Linked DNA regions of Bombyx mori: region 1 is linked to region 2. Evidence: chromatin contacts called from public Hi-C data. All regions are on one chromosome and are shown on one strand. Each heading gives the region's core, a stretch centred on a gene start, on an enhancer-like site or on the middle of the called end of the contact. The rest is flanking DNA. Distances are from core to core; before and after follow the strand shown. Region 1 overlaps LOC101745506 (tuberin). Region 2 holds the start of rptor (regulatory-associated protein of TOR).

The links. Hi-C and Micro-C count contacts between places; a contact is called where the count stands out from the background.
Region 1: a Hi-C map of whole pupa shows a contact between it and region 2, with 2.2 times the contacts expected there. The contact joins the enhancer-like site here to the promoter of rptor in region 2. A contact is called at or near these places in 2 of 7 Hi-C or Micro-C datasets (both in whole pupa).

Annotation. Positions count from the first base shown.
Region 1 is chr17:853,608-859,989 of ASM3026992v2, forward strand. LOC101745506 (tuberin) reads right to left here. Exons shown (of 38, transcript XM_062673241.1): 22 at 5,323-5,416; 23 at 4,498-4,638; 24 at 3,550-3,720; 25 at 2,649-2,755; 26 at 1,924-2,020; 27 at 1,209-1,342; 28 at 398-543. Among protein-coding and RNA genes, the nearest start is that of LOC134200407, 10 kb to the left of the region's middle. Within about 2 kb of position 4,659, at least 2 of the 8 cell types and tissues checked have open chromatin away from gene starts, as enhancers often do.
Region 2 is chr17:785,581-792,219 of ASM3026992v2, forward strand. It overlaps rptor (regulatory-associated protein of TOR), which reads left to right and starts at 2,975. Exons shown (of 25, transcript NM_001190843.1): 1 at 2,975-3,157; 2 at 3,745-3,847; 3 at 4,241-4,362. The coding sequence starts at 2,975.

The DNA of each region.
Region 1 (6,382 bases), core at 3,409-5,908, 70 kb after region 2:
GTACAATTAAAATAGCTGCCCCACCTTTCAAATTGAAACGAATTACTGCTTCACGGCAGGAATAGGCAGGGTGGTCGTCCTATCCGTGCGGACTCACAAGAGGTCCTACCACCAGCAATTGCGCAAATTATATTTTTACGGGTTTCATTTTTATTACACGATGTTATTCCTTCACCGTGCAATTCAATCGTGAACATTTGTTGAGTACGTATCTCATTAGAAAAATTGGTACCCGCCTGCGGGATTCGAACACCGGTAATATCACTACATGCGAACGCACCGGACGTCTTATCTTATCTTATGACGACTTCAAACGATTTTTATTTTTTATTTTATTTTAAACCTTATGTTTTAAGGTGGAAGGTGGAATTTTCGTTGTTGATGTGTGTCTACTCACCAGGGTCCGACTTGTAGGTGACGAGGTGCGGGTGCGCGGCGAGCGGCGACGTGCCGCACATCTCCTCGGGGATGGCCTCGCACGACACGCGCATGTCGCTTTTCTTCGCCGCCTTCTTCGACGCGTGCATGGACGCGGCCGGCGTCCTGGGGGGGACCGCCGGTCAGTCGAGAGGGGGACCGAGGGGGGACGCACTCCTACATGATACCACGTTAACCCCACCCGCGATGCCAAAGCTCGGTGATAAGCTCCCAAGGTAATTCACATTGAAAAAAAAAATTTATAGTAAGAGAGTGCATTTGCTTTACATTGACTGTGGTGGGTAGCCATCATACCATACAAGATATTTGATAGATGCTTGAAACTCGCTTACGACATTTTCAAGACAAGCTTGCATATATACAAGTTCCGAACAACATTCGGACAATCGGTCTACCGAGCAATATCACCCGCCCGGTGGAAGATCGTCCCTCCGTAGTTAAGCATCCCACTCTGACTGTTTTGTTACACGTGCGAATACAAGGAGCACTAATAGAATATAGTACGGGGTCTCGTTGTGAGCACACGCCAACTAAAGGCGTGGTCTATAGATAGATAGTTAAGGCCAAAAACAATACAGACTATTTTCTGTAAAATAATTTACTAATTTATATGTTTCATTTAAGGTGGGGTTTCTGAAAATCTTTATTTATGTATAGCTGACTTCACATTAACTAACCGTTTCGCTGTTCACATTGTCTTAACCAGAGTATTTATTTTTTTAATAATTTTGAATTTTTGAAAGTAGTATACAGAGAGTAATGACACTAACGTGGGTTCGACTCCCGGGAGGAGGATCATCTCGTCTAGTTCTTCGTCCTGGAGCTTAGGCTGCGCACTCAGCTTCCACGAGGACGACATCTCCGGAGAAGAGTTCGAGCGACGCACCGGGTGGCGGGACTTCCCCTGGGCACAGACAACCGCACACGGTACTAGACTTGCCGACAGAGGCGGCGTTTAGTCTAATTACAATATTATATTGATGTTCTTTTTTAATTATTTTTATTGCTTATATGCGTGGACGAGCTCACAGCCCAGCTGATTGTTAAATGGTTACTGCAGCCCATAGATATCTACAACGTAAATGCGCCACCCACCTTGAGATATAGGTTCTAAGGTCTCACGTATACATTACATATACGTTACAACGGCTGCCCCACCCTTCAAGCCGAAACGCATTACTGCTTCACGGCAGAAATAGACAGGGCGGTGGTACCTACCCGCGCGGACTCACACGAGGTTCTACCACCAGTGATTACGCAAATTATAATTTTGCGGGTTTCATTTTTATTACACGATGTTATTCTTTCACCGTGGAAGTCAATCGTGAACATTTGTTGAGTACGTATTTCATTAGAAAAATTGGTACCCGCCTGCGGGATTCGAACTCCGGTGCATCGCTCGACACGAATGCACCGGACGTCTTATCCTTTAGGCTACGACGACCTCTAAGAATGTGTAAGGAATGATCTAGATGAGCGACTGACCTCCTGTGCGAGGAGCAGGATGTCGTCGTCGCCGGCGGCGCTGGTCGAGCCCTGTCTCTGCGGAGACCCGGGGATGTTGATCGGCTGCGTACTCATCCTGTGCCGCCGATACCAATACATCGTTACATATCGACGCTTGAAAAGCAAACGTGACTAAGCGACAATAATTGCTTTGTACATAAATGATAGGCAATAACCATATTCGATGCGCAAAAAATATATATTTCCAGGTCTATTAAAATCATTTCAATCCTACAGCTAGATTCGTTAAAATAAATTTTGCTTTCAGGTATTTCAACTTTAAATTAGTCTACTGTAAAGTTCACGCATTGTCGCTTAGTCTCGTTTGCCTTTCAAGCGTCGATATACATTTGTGTTCAGTCGCCCTTAGAATACGACAGGATTGTATGACACCGCTGTTGGGGTAAGACAAGAATGAGACCAGGGACCGATGACGAGACAACAATCTTATTACTGGCATTTTGACCAGGAGCAGTGTGAGTTTGTTATTTAAAGAATATCTTGATTAAAAATGTTTATTGTTAAATCATTAAGTAACTCAAAGAAATGTTAAAGTTATAAATACACCCAGGTTTGTGATCGTGCACTAACGATTTGTGGAAATAAAGTTAACGCGTCACGCGAATCATGCTGACAAAGGTGTTCGGTAATATATCACTGAACACGGTGAGATAAAAGTAGGTGTGTGCGTCACTAGTGGGTACCTGTGGGGCTGGTGCAGCAGCGGCTTGGACACGACGGTATCAGAGTTGGATTTGTGCAGGTCGAGGGCCGAGCGGCTCGGCGGTTCGATCTCCGCCCGGGACTGCGCCTGCCGGGAGAGACGGTAAAGAGTAAATAATCATTTAGTTTTAGACGAAAGGTAGTTATCTTGTTTTTTGGCGTATGGAAGACGTACGACGTTGCAAGTGCTCAGTGTGCTTAGTGCGAGTTTTTTTACTTACCTCTAGCGGTCGCCCCCTAGCGCCAAACGAAGGGAAGCTGTTCCAACGACATACGACTTTGAATTAACTTTTATGCGATCAAGAAATTAAAAAGCTAGAATTAAGCACACTGAACACAGTTCGGTCACATACGTGTCAAATGACAAGCTGATAAAGATAAAAGGTTAAGGACGAGTCACACTCAGTCATCTCGCACGAACTAGGATCCACTGTACCACGAGAACTACAGAGTGATATCCGTACTTATTTAGTTTAAAGCTTTTCTTTACACGACAGTTTGGTCGATACGGAATTCGAACCCATGATTTTTGATCCGAAAGTCACGGGCGCTAACTACTGTGTCACAGAGAAGCTCTATTAAGAAAGAGTGAAAAGAATGGAATGGAACCTGCTCGACTGTATTCATGACTAGTGGGTACAAATCGTATGGCACAATTATCAAGTGAGTTCGCAAAATAAATCAAAAATTTAATAATATACGAAATAAGTCAGAATATTGTTGTGCAATAAAAATAATAATAACAAAGCAATACCTAATTAATTGTTTTATCATTCCTGTTCTTTAAAATTATACCTTATGTTTATAATTATAAGCAAGACATTTTCAAAATAAGATACAAACCCAGTTACAAAGAATATAAACCTTTGCAATGTTACTTACCTGCTCTTGTTTGTTGTCGTCGTTAGATGGCGGTGGCGTGAAGGGCGCGGGGGGGTCGACACAGGACGCGGGGGGCGGCGCGGCGGGGGGCGGAGAGGGATGAAATATCATCGGGTTGAGTAGCGCCGCCACTTCTTGTAGCGGCGACTCTAGCTGGTAGTCCCAGTTCATCTGTATACATTTAAATAACTTATTATATTTTCATGTCATAAGCGCGTTAACGGCGCTGCGTAGTCATTACGGATCCTCCCGATCCATTAACGGTGCTTTTAGGTACCTCAAGCACCGGTCATGGTCCTCGCCAAATCCGTCGCTTGCGACGAGGGGCTCGACAAGTAAATTAACCCTCAGGACACAGCCCACTGAGTTTCTCGCCGGATCTTCTCAGTGGGTCGCGTTTCCGATCCGGTGGTAGATTCTGCGAAACACTGCTCTTGCTAGGGTCAGTGCTAGTAACACTCCAGTTAGAGCCCCGTGAGCTCACCTACACGTCAAGGAGAAGCTGAAATAGCCTCTCAAGGCTATCAGCATAGGTAGGGAAAAAAAAGAAACCCGCTGCGTGCCGTAAATTGGCGGGAATCGGGACTATTTCCAAATTCAACACAAATTTTCAATGGTTTTTCTTAGGGTAATAAAACCAATAAATTTGAGTTTAAAATGGTTCCGGAAGCTTACATTTTTATATACAATATGTTATTATACATAGTTGATTATAAAATATACACAAAAGCTGAAAGAACTAGAATATTTTATACGAAAAGGTTTTTACTCGTTAATACAAAATATAGTTTTTGCACATAGCAGATTTAGGTTTGACAGCGACAATTTGGAATATTGTTTAAAATTGTGTAAAATTTGGAATCAATGAACTGACGTAACGTGATGGATTCCATTTGTATTTGTGTGAGACCTCACCGTTATTATGTGTTAGAGATTGCGTTCCCTCACCTGGTTCTGCACCCGCATGACCCAGCTGACGTCGCCGGTGGGCGAGCGCACGTGTATCTCCGCCCACCCCCCGCACCAGCACGGGCACGCCCCCCCTCCCGCGAGCTCGCCCACGCGCGACCAGCTCGTGTCGTCCGTGTCCTGTACGGAGCGTGCCGGCTCATGATATTGTCGTCGCTGGCTCTCTGCACCATCAGACGTGCCTCTCGGTCGACATTGGAAACGAACACTGGTGGTACGACGTCTTGTGAGTCCGCACGGACCACACCCCACCTATTTCTGCCGTGAAGCAGTAACGCGTTTCGGTTTGAAGAGCGGGGCAGCCGATGTAACTATACTGAGACCTTAGAACTCATATCTCAAGGTGGGTGGCGGATGTCTATGGGCTCCAGTAACCACTTGATACCAGGTGGGCTGTGAGCTCGTCCACCTATCTAAGCAATAAAAAAAAGAACAGTGACGTCACAGGCGATAAAGTATAAAAGTTAAAATCATTTTATGCTTTAAACTATTATAAGTCGCTAATGTGGTCGTAATTTTATTGTCTTATCGACTTTAAAAGTAGACGAACATAATTAAAGCTCAACTCTGGTCATGAATGGTCAGCGATGATCATGAACTTCACCATGAGCGCTTAGGAGAGTATCCAAGCAGTGTTTGAATAAGAATACGTCACAACTAATAGTTTAAAAAAATACAATTTTTAAAAACAACTCACCTCCTGGTAGTTCCAGAAACTTTACCTGCAAAGTCTCAACTCAACCATAGAAGAGTGGGTAGTACCTTAAGCAGTCTGCTATTTACCTAATTTCAGTGAATGCTTACCACCTCCTTGGATATCCTTTCGAACCGCTGTGAGAATTGGTTGAGGACTTCGACTAGAGGATCTGTTGTCTTATTGTTCTCCGATGAATTTTGTCTGTGAAATAATTTACTTATACAGTTATATAACTCTTTTTCTACAATCAAACACGACATTATTTCTATGTTTTAAGTACAGAATAAGGATTGTCAATGAACGAAATTCTCGCTTTTTTGGAACGAAGTTCCTTATGGGACGATGCGGAGGGGAACCGGGAAAAAACGTCCGTAACGTAAGATTTTTATTAGTAATGCACACAGTGTTCGACTTAACTTTGTAATAACGTACAAATTAGTAATGCACACAGTGTACGATTTAGCTTTGTAATAACGTACAAATAATAACATATTTTTTATAAATCATTATGTAAACCCGAATAATTATTTTCTGTATACCTCGAATAGAACTTAAAATTAATATTTTTATAATAAGGAACTTCGTTTCTATCCGGTGTCCCACGACACCACACCTCTTTCTTTTAATTAGCAGTTCTAAAACATGAGTCGTAAAGGTAGCAGACAGTAGTGTAATATTTTTAGCGTTATTTTTAATGTAACATACAGCATTGTAAACGTTTATTGCATTGCAGTTATTTTATATACGTTCAAAACACAAATGTGACCAAGACGTCTTTAGCGGAGTATGTACTCACCTTCTTCAGTGCGCTCCTTGAAGTTTGATCGAGCTGGTTTTTTATTCGTTGCCTCATCTAATCGTGACTACTAGATAATTCCGTTTGTATACTGAATGAAGCGAGCGTGATTCACGATTTAATATTAGCCATTTCCAAAACTAACTGCACAAAAGCATGCAAAGCGTATTTGATGTCTAATGGAAACACTGTCTAGAACAATTATGTTTGTTTCGCATAGCTTTTTGTAGCTTAATTGCTAAAGAATTTTGCCAGCCCGACATAATATCGAGTTTGGCAACGGAAAATTTCTCTGCCTACGTTAGGACTATAGTAATACTCTTCTTAAATCTCGTTTGAGGATATTTCAACTTAATTATAAGTATTTTCAA
Region 2 (6,639 bases), core at 1,725-4,224:
CACAGGTGGAAACCACTGTTCTGCCTATGGAGGGAGTGTGCGTTTCACTGTAAGAGTAGGGTAGCAGTTATTCTAAAACTGAATGTTTGGCATTCACTAGTAGGACCTCTTGTGAGTCCGCGCGGGTAGGTACCACCATCCTGCTTATTTCTGCCGTGAAGCAGTAATGCGTTTCGGTTTGAAGGGTGGGGCAGCCGTTGTAACTATATTTGAGATCTTAGAACTTATATCTCAAGGTGGGTGGCGCATTTACGTTGTAGATGTGGGCTCCAGTAACCACTTAACACCAGGTGGGCTGTGAGCTCGTCCACCCATCTAAGCAATAAAAAAACAAAATAAAAAAAAACATAATGCTACCCCCGATACATTCTTCGGATTGTAAGAGTTCGGTCTTCGCTCGTGTGGCTCACATTCAAAGACTAATGGGTCCAGCGAATACTTGTACATCCTACTCCTAGTCTTGGGACTAAATTATTAAGTTTGCTTGAACTCGATTAGCATGACGACACAATAAACAAATAATTTAGACTTTCTGATGGCTGGCTGCTTTCTCACTGGGGTTTAACTGTTTTTCACATTCCAATACAAAAATAATATGCTTTGCCCTTAAAAATGCAGATCGCATCGTCGATATTGAGTGATTACTTAATGTGGTTTAACCAGTGAGTGAGTATCTAGTTTAACCGGCTATTTATAAAAAAATATGATATTGAATAAATAAAATAAAAAACCAAAAGTATTTCATTGAAACAGGCTTTACAGGCGCTTTTAAAAAATGCAAAGGAAGCGACACGAATTTCACATAATAGTGTTTTTAACCAAAATCCGATGAAAGTAGATGTGACCCTGAACAGATTAGATTTCAAACAGTCATGAATCCAATCGAAATACAGTTTCACCACTCATAACGACCGGAAAGAAAACGGGGCCTTGTTTTTCTCCAAGGAACATCACAATTATGCTTACTTACATTTCCTTAACATCATATAGCACCTACTAGTAATAATATTGTAAATTGTAATTATATAGTTTGAACCTATCCCGAGTGGAGCCCTCTTCTTCAATATCGCGAAGGCGTTCGACAAAGTCTGGCACAACGGTTTGATCTAAAAACTGCGTAACATGGGATTGCCAGACAGACTCGTGGTGATCATACGAGACTTCTTGTCGAACCGTCCGTTTCGGTATCGAACTCGCTCTCGCCCCCGCCAACTAACGTCCGGAGTCCTGCAAGGCACCGCGCTCTCTCCGTTATTGCTTAGTTTGTATATCAACGATATACCCCGATTTCCGGAGACCTATCTAGCGCTCTTCACCGATGACACGGTTATCTACTACCCGTGAAGGAAGAAATCGTTAATGCATCGGCGACTCCAGATCACAGCAGCCATTTGGGACAGTGGTTCAGGAAGTGGCGCATTGACATCAACCCCACGAAAAGCACAGCGCTGCTCTTTAAAAGGGGTCGCCCTCCGAATACAACTCCAAGCAGCCCACCCCCTAATAGGCACGTTAACACCTCCGCTATTCGCCCCATCACCCTTTTCGACCAGCCCATGCCGTGAGCCTCGAAGGTCAAATACCAAGGCGTCACCCTCGACAGAGGGATGACATGCCGTCCCTATATTAAGACGGTACGCAACCGAGCCGCTTTCGTATTTGGACGCCTCTATCCAATGATTTGCAAGCGAAGTAAATTGTCCCTTCGTAATAAGGTGGCACTCTACAAAACGTGCACAAGTCCGGTCATGACGTATGCAAGTGTAGTGTTCGCACAAGCGGCCCGCACTAACTTGAAAAACCTTCGAATCAGTTAATCCCGTTTTGCAGGATAGCCGTCGGAGTACCGTGGTTCGTGAGGAACATGGATCTCCATAGAGGCATTTTTTTTATTGCTTAGATGGGTGGACGACCTCACAGCCCACCTGGTGTTAAGTGGTTACTGGAGCCCATAGACATCTACAACGTAAATGCGCCACCCACTTTGAGATATAAGTTCTAAGGTTTTAAGTATAGTTACAACGGCTGCCCCATCCTTCAAACCGAAACGGATTACTGCTTCACAGCTGAAATAGGCAGGGTGATGTTACCTACCCGTGTGTACTCACAAGTGGTACTACCACCAGTAATTACGCAAATTATAATTTTTCGGGTTTGATTTTTATTGTACGATGCTATTCCTTCACAGTGGAAGTCAATCGTGAACATTTGTTGAGTACGTATTTCATTAGAAAAATTGGTACCCGCCTGAGATTCGAACACCGGTGCATCGCAAAACACGAATGCACCGGACGTCTTATCCTTTAGGCCACGACGACATAGAGCTGGTCTCCATCAGTAAGTATCTTCAGTCGGCATCAGTGCGTCATTCTGAGAAGGCGGCACGACACGAAAACCCTCATGTCGTGGCCGCCGGTAACTACATACCCGATCCTGCATTTAGGTACCTCATGCACCGCTCACCATTCTTGTCGAACCCGGCGCTAGCGACGAAGGGCTCGGCTGGTAAATTAACACAGAGACACAGCCCACTGAGTTTCTCGCCGGATCTTCTCAGTGGGTCGGGTTTCCGTTCCGTGGTAGATTCTGCGAAGCACTGCTCTTGCTAGAGATAGTGTTGGCAATGTCCACAGGTTAGAGTCCCGTGAGCTTATCTACTCCCTCGGTTAAGCGGGCATAGCCTTTAAAGACTGCGAGCTTATGTAGAAGATAAAAAAAAAGTTTGTGAACAAAACTATACATTTTAAAGGAAAAAGGATTCTTTTCTCCTAATAAATTCCTAATAGACTCCTATATTCATTCTAATTTCTTGCAACATTTTGCGTTATACCGAATAAAAAATATTGTTTATTCCCATGTGGTAGAAAAATGGACGCGCACATGATTCTGTGAGGTTTTGAAAATGTTTTCCTCTATTATTCGAGTGTATTGAGTGTTAAAACTTATAAATTACGTGCAAAAGTGTAGTGTGAAAATGACAGAAATGCCTCCTTATCACGCTGTTAAAGATGAAGAGAAAACCAGTGGTCAGAGTGACAGTGATTCCTCTAGCGATACTGATGATTGGGATTTATCTCAATGTTTTGATAAGCCGCAGCACCTTGAGCCTATAAAAGGCGCAGAACGGGTAGAGCACTCTTGGAGAGTTAAAGAAAAGGTAAAGTAAAGAAGTCTTAAATGGTTTTTATTTATTTCAAAAGTGATGTTTGCGAAGTCAAAACAAACGCACATGGTGTTTCCGCCGTATGCAGGGTCTGGGTCGATGCCCTTTACAAAAAATGTTTGTATATATTACGACGTAGTTTGCTTCATTTAAGTCGCGTTTGAAAATGTTTCTCTAAAGTTTGTACATATTGTATTTTCTTGAAATAAGATTATGACTAAAGTCCAAATAGTTTAATTACACAGATGTGTAACCTTATTTTTTTTAATTAAAATAAATAACAACTCCATTTTCAACGCCAATCTACTAGACAAATAAGATAAACCACAAATCTTAATCTATATATTTGTAATACAAATTATTACAAAATTGTGGTCAGTTGTCATTTTTTTCATCAATTCATTTAGGATATTCAATCACTCAATTCATCAATTCATTTAGGATTATCCTTAGGTTACTATTTGTTTTATTGATATCAGAATAGATAAGATGTCAATTATATAGTACATATGGAATTTCTGGAGCATGTTCATTTAAAAAAGCTTCAAAATAATGACTACATTTAAACTAAATATTTACAGTACAAGACACATTGCGTGGCCCTAGTTCTATGCCTGAATGTTGGCGTGGACCCTCCTGATGTTGTTAAAACACAACCCTGTGCGAGGCTCGAGTGTTGGATTGGTATGAATCTTTAATTTTATCATGTTAATGTTTCAAAGCTTAGTTATTCTGTTTATTAAAATGCTCTAGCTCGGTGTATGATACTAAATAAATACTTTAATAACTCTGACTAATTGAATAAGAAATGTCCTTGCTCCCCTCTGAATCATTTAACGACATTTAGTTATGCCAACACAGCTGTTAGAAATAAATATGTCTTGTAACATTGAGACAAATTTAACATAAGATATACACACACATATACATACACATAACGCTATTGATAAACTTGAATATAATATCTCTTAGATAATGGAGAGAAGTTTAATATTTGCCAATTTTACTCTTACAGTGTTTAAAACTTGTTGTAAATGTTTATAGTTTAATTGCTTTTGTGTTTGTAAAATTTTACAGATCCTTTATCTTTATCACCGAGCAAGGCATTAGAAAGCATTGGTCATGCATTACAATCTCAGTATGAGAGATGGCAACCACGAGCCAGATACAAGCAATCTCTTGACCCCACTAGTGAAGAGGTAAGATAAACTACCAATTGCATGTAACAGTAATTGGTAGCTGAAAACTTCTAACAGCTATAAAACTGAGAATCATAAACTATGTAGAAATATTTAAATAGAAAAGAGACGTACAATAAATTTATATTTTTTTATATTTTTTTTATTGCCTATATATGTGGACGAGCTCACAGGCCACCTGGTGTTAAGTGGTTACTGGAACCCATAGACATCCACAACGTAAATGCGCCACACACCTTGAGATATAAGTTCTAAGGTCTCAGTATAGTTACTAAAAATTGAATTGATTGGTCTCAGTATAGTTACTAAGTTAATAAAAATTGAATTCTTATGTTATGTATGCTGACAATATTTATACAAACTTAATATTCACTTTTAAAATTAACAATTGTTATTTGCTCAAATGCATAGCAAATAACTACACATAACACTCATCAGAGATTGTTATGCAACTACAAATAATAGGACTCTATTAGAACAATAGTAGTAATAATCTTATTTGTAAAATAATCGCAAAAAAATAATGAAATAGATTGTCTCAATCAAAAAAAATCCTTGCCTTTGTGCCAAAATTTGATTGCAGTTAAGAGCAAGTTTAACACATTCCCTAAATTCAGTATTATACTGTATACTTACATTTGGATTCTGAGTTAAAAAGTTTATGCGAACTGCATTAACATTGGCATTATCAAGAAACTTTATCTGATTAATGACTACTTTTCTGATTACAGTTATGCATCTAATTCTGTGTACATAGTATACAACAGTATGCATAGAATAAAATTATATTGTCTTGACAATGATCTAAAAACTCTCATACTGTAATCTAAAAATTATCTAAAGGAGAACAGGGTAGTTGAGAATAAGCTGATAATTGGAGCTTCCATAATTTATACCAAAGACTAGTTAGACTGACCACATCATGATTAAGTAAAGCTAAGGATAAAATTTCTTTTTAATTAAATGACTAAAAAGGCCAGCAGGAATTTGTTTCAAGCCAATACAATTTCGGAAGCATGTGGGATGATGAATCTGTTTAATCGGAAAAGGAAATTTAATGCATCATCTAAGTAAAATTGAGAGCTATGAATGAGGAGAATGGCCATAAGAAGGTCTTTTGGCTCACATCACCTGGAGTGTGAGTTAATGCTAACAAAATGAGGTTTTAGGAAAAGATTATGTAATTAACTAAGAGCAATATTATGAAGACCATTTCAAAATATTATTATAATAATGCAACTAGGATTTAACAATACTACCAATAAGACATTTTAACAATACTGTTGATAAATCATTGAATGCCTATTTGATTAAATAAACATTGGACAAAGAAATTTGATAAGTGGCATAGTATCTTGTTTTAACAAGTCTACTAAATCACTGAAATTACTGAAGAAGAACATTAATAAAAAACATATAATAATAAAACATTTGTCTGTTTGATGACTTGAATAAAAACGACAAATATTATAATTAACAAGTAAACAAAAGGAAATCACCAAATAATAACAGTAATACTTAATAGATAATAGAGGTTGAAAGTTCAAAAAGTTTGAAGCTGTTGTGGCTTAAAGGATAAGACGCTCGGTGTACTCAAATCGAGCAATGCAACTGTGCCGGTGTTCAAATCTCCCAAATTGTATTTTAAAAAAAAAATTAATTACAAGCGTAACTCATGTTCTTGAATGAGTTCCACGATGTAGGAATACCATCGTGTAATAAAAATGAAACCCGCAAAAAAATATGCAAATTAGAATTGCGTAATTACTATTATAAATATTGATTAACATACATCAAGTCTAGAGCCGTAATAACACCATTTTCTTATGGTCGCATATCTGATTCCTGCTACATAAGAAGTATGGTGATGGGAGTCGCTCGCTTGAGGGAACATATCGGTACTTCGAATATTTAAAAAAATATTATCAGACGATTATCAAATTTATACATTTTGACCAAAACAATACCAAGTACTATAACCGGCTAAAACAGTTTATTAAAAATAATCCAAGTTGTTGGAGCCATAAAAACAGTAAAGTCATCTTTGATTGACGCAAATCTAAGAAAGTGCAATATGATCGTGATCATCTCATCGCAACAAGTTTATTATGCATCACTACGCCATTTGTATCCAAAGTAAACTGTATTTCGTGGAAAACGGGGAAGAACTTTAGCTAGTGTTTCATGTTTAATGTAACGAACTCATTAGTTTTACGTAAATTAGCTCGGTCAATCGAATTTATCGCGAGGTCGCGTGTTTCGTGTCAGCTAAGGTCG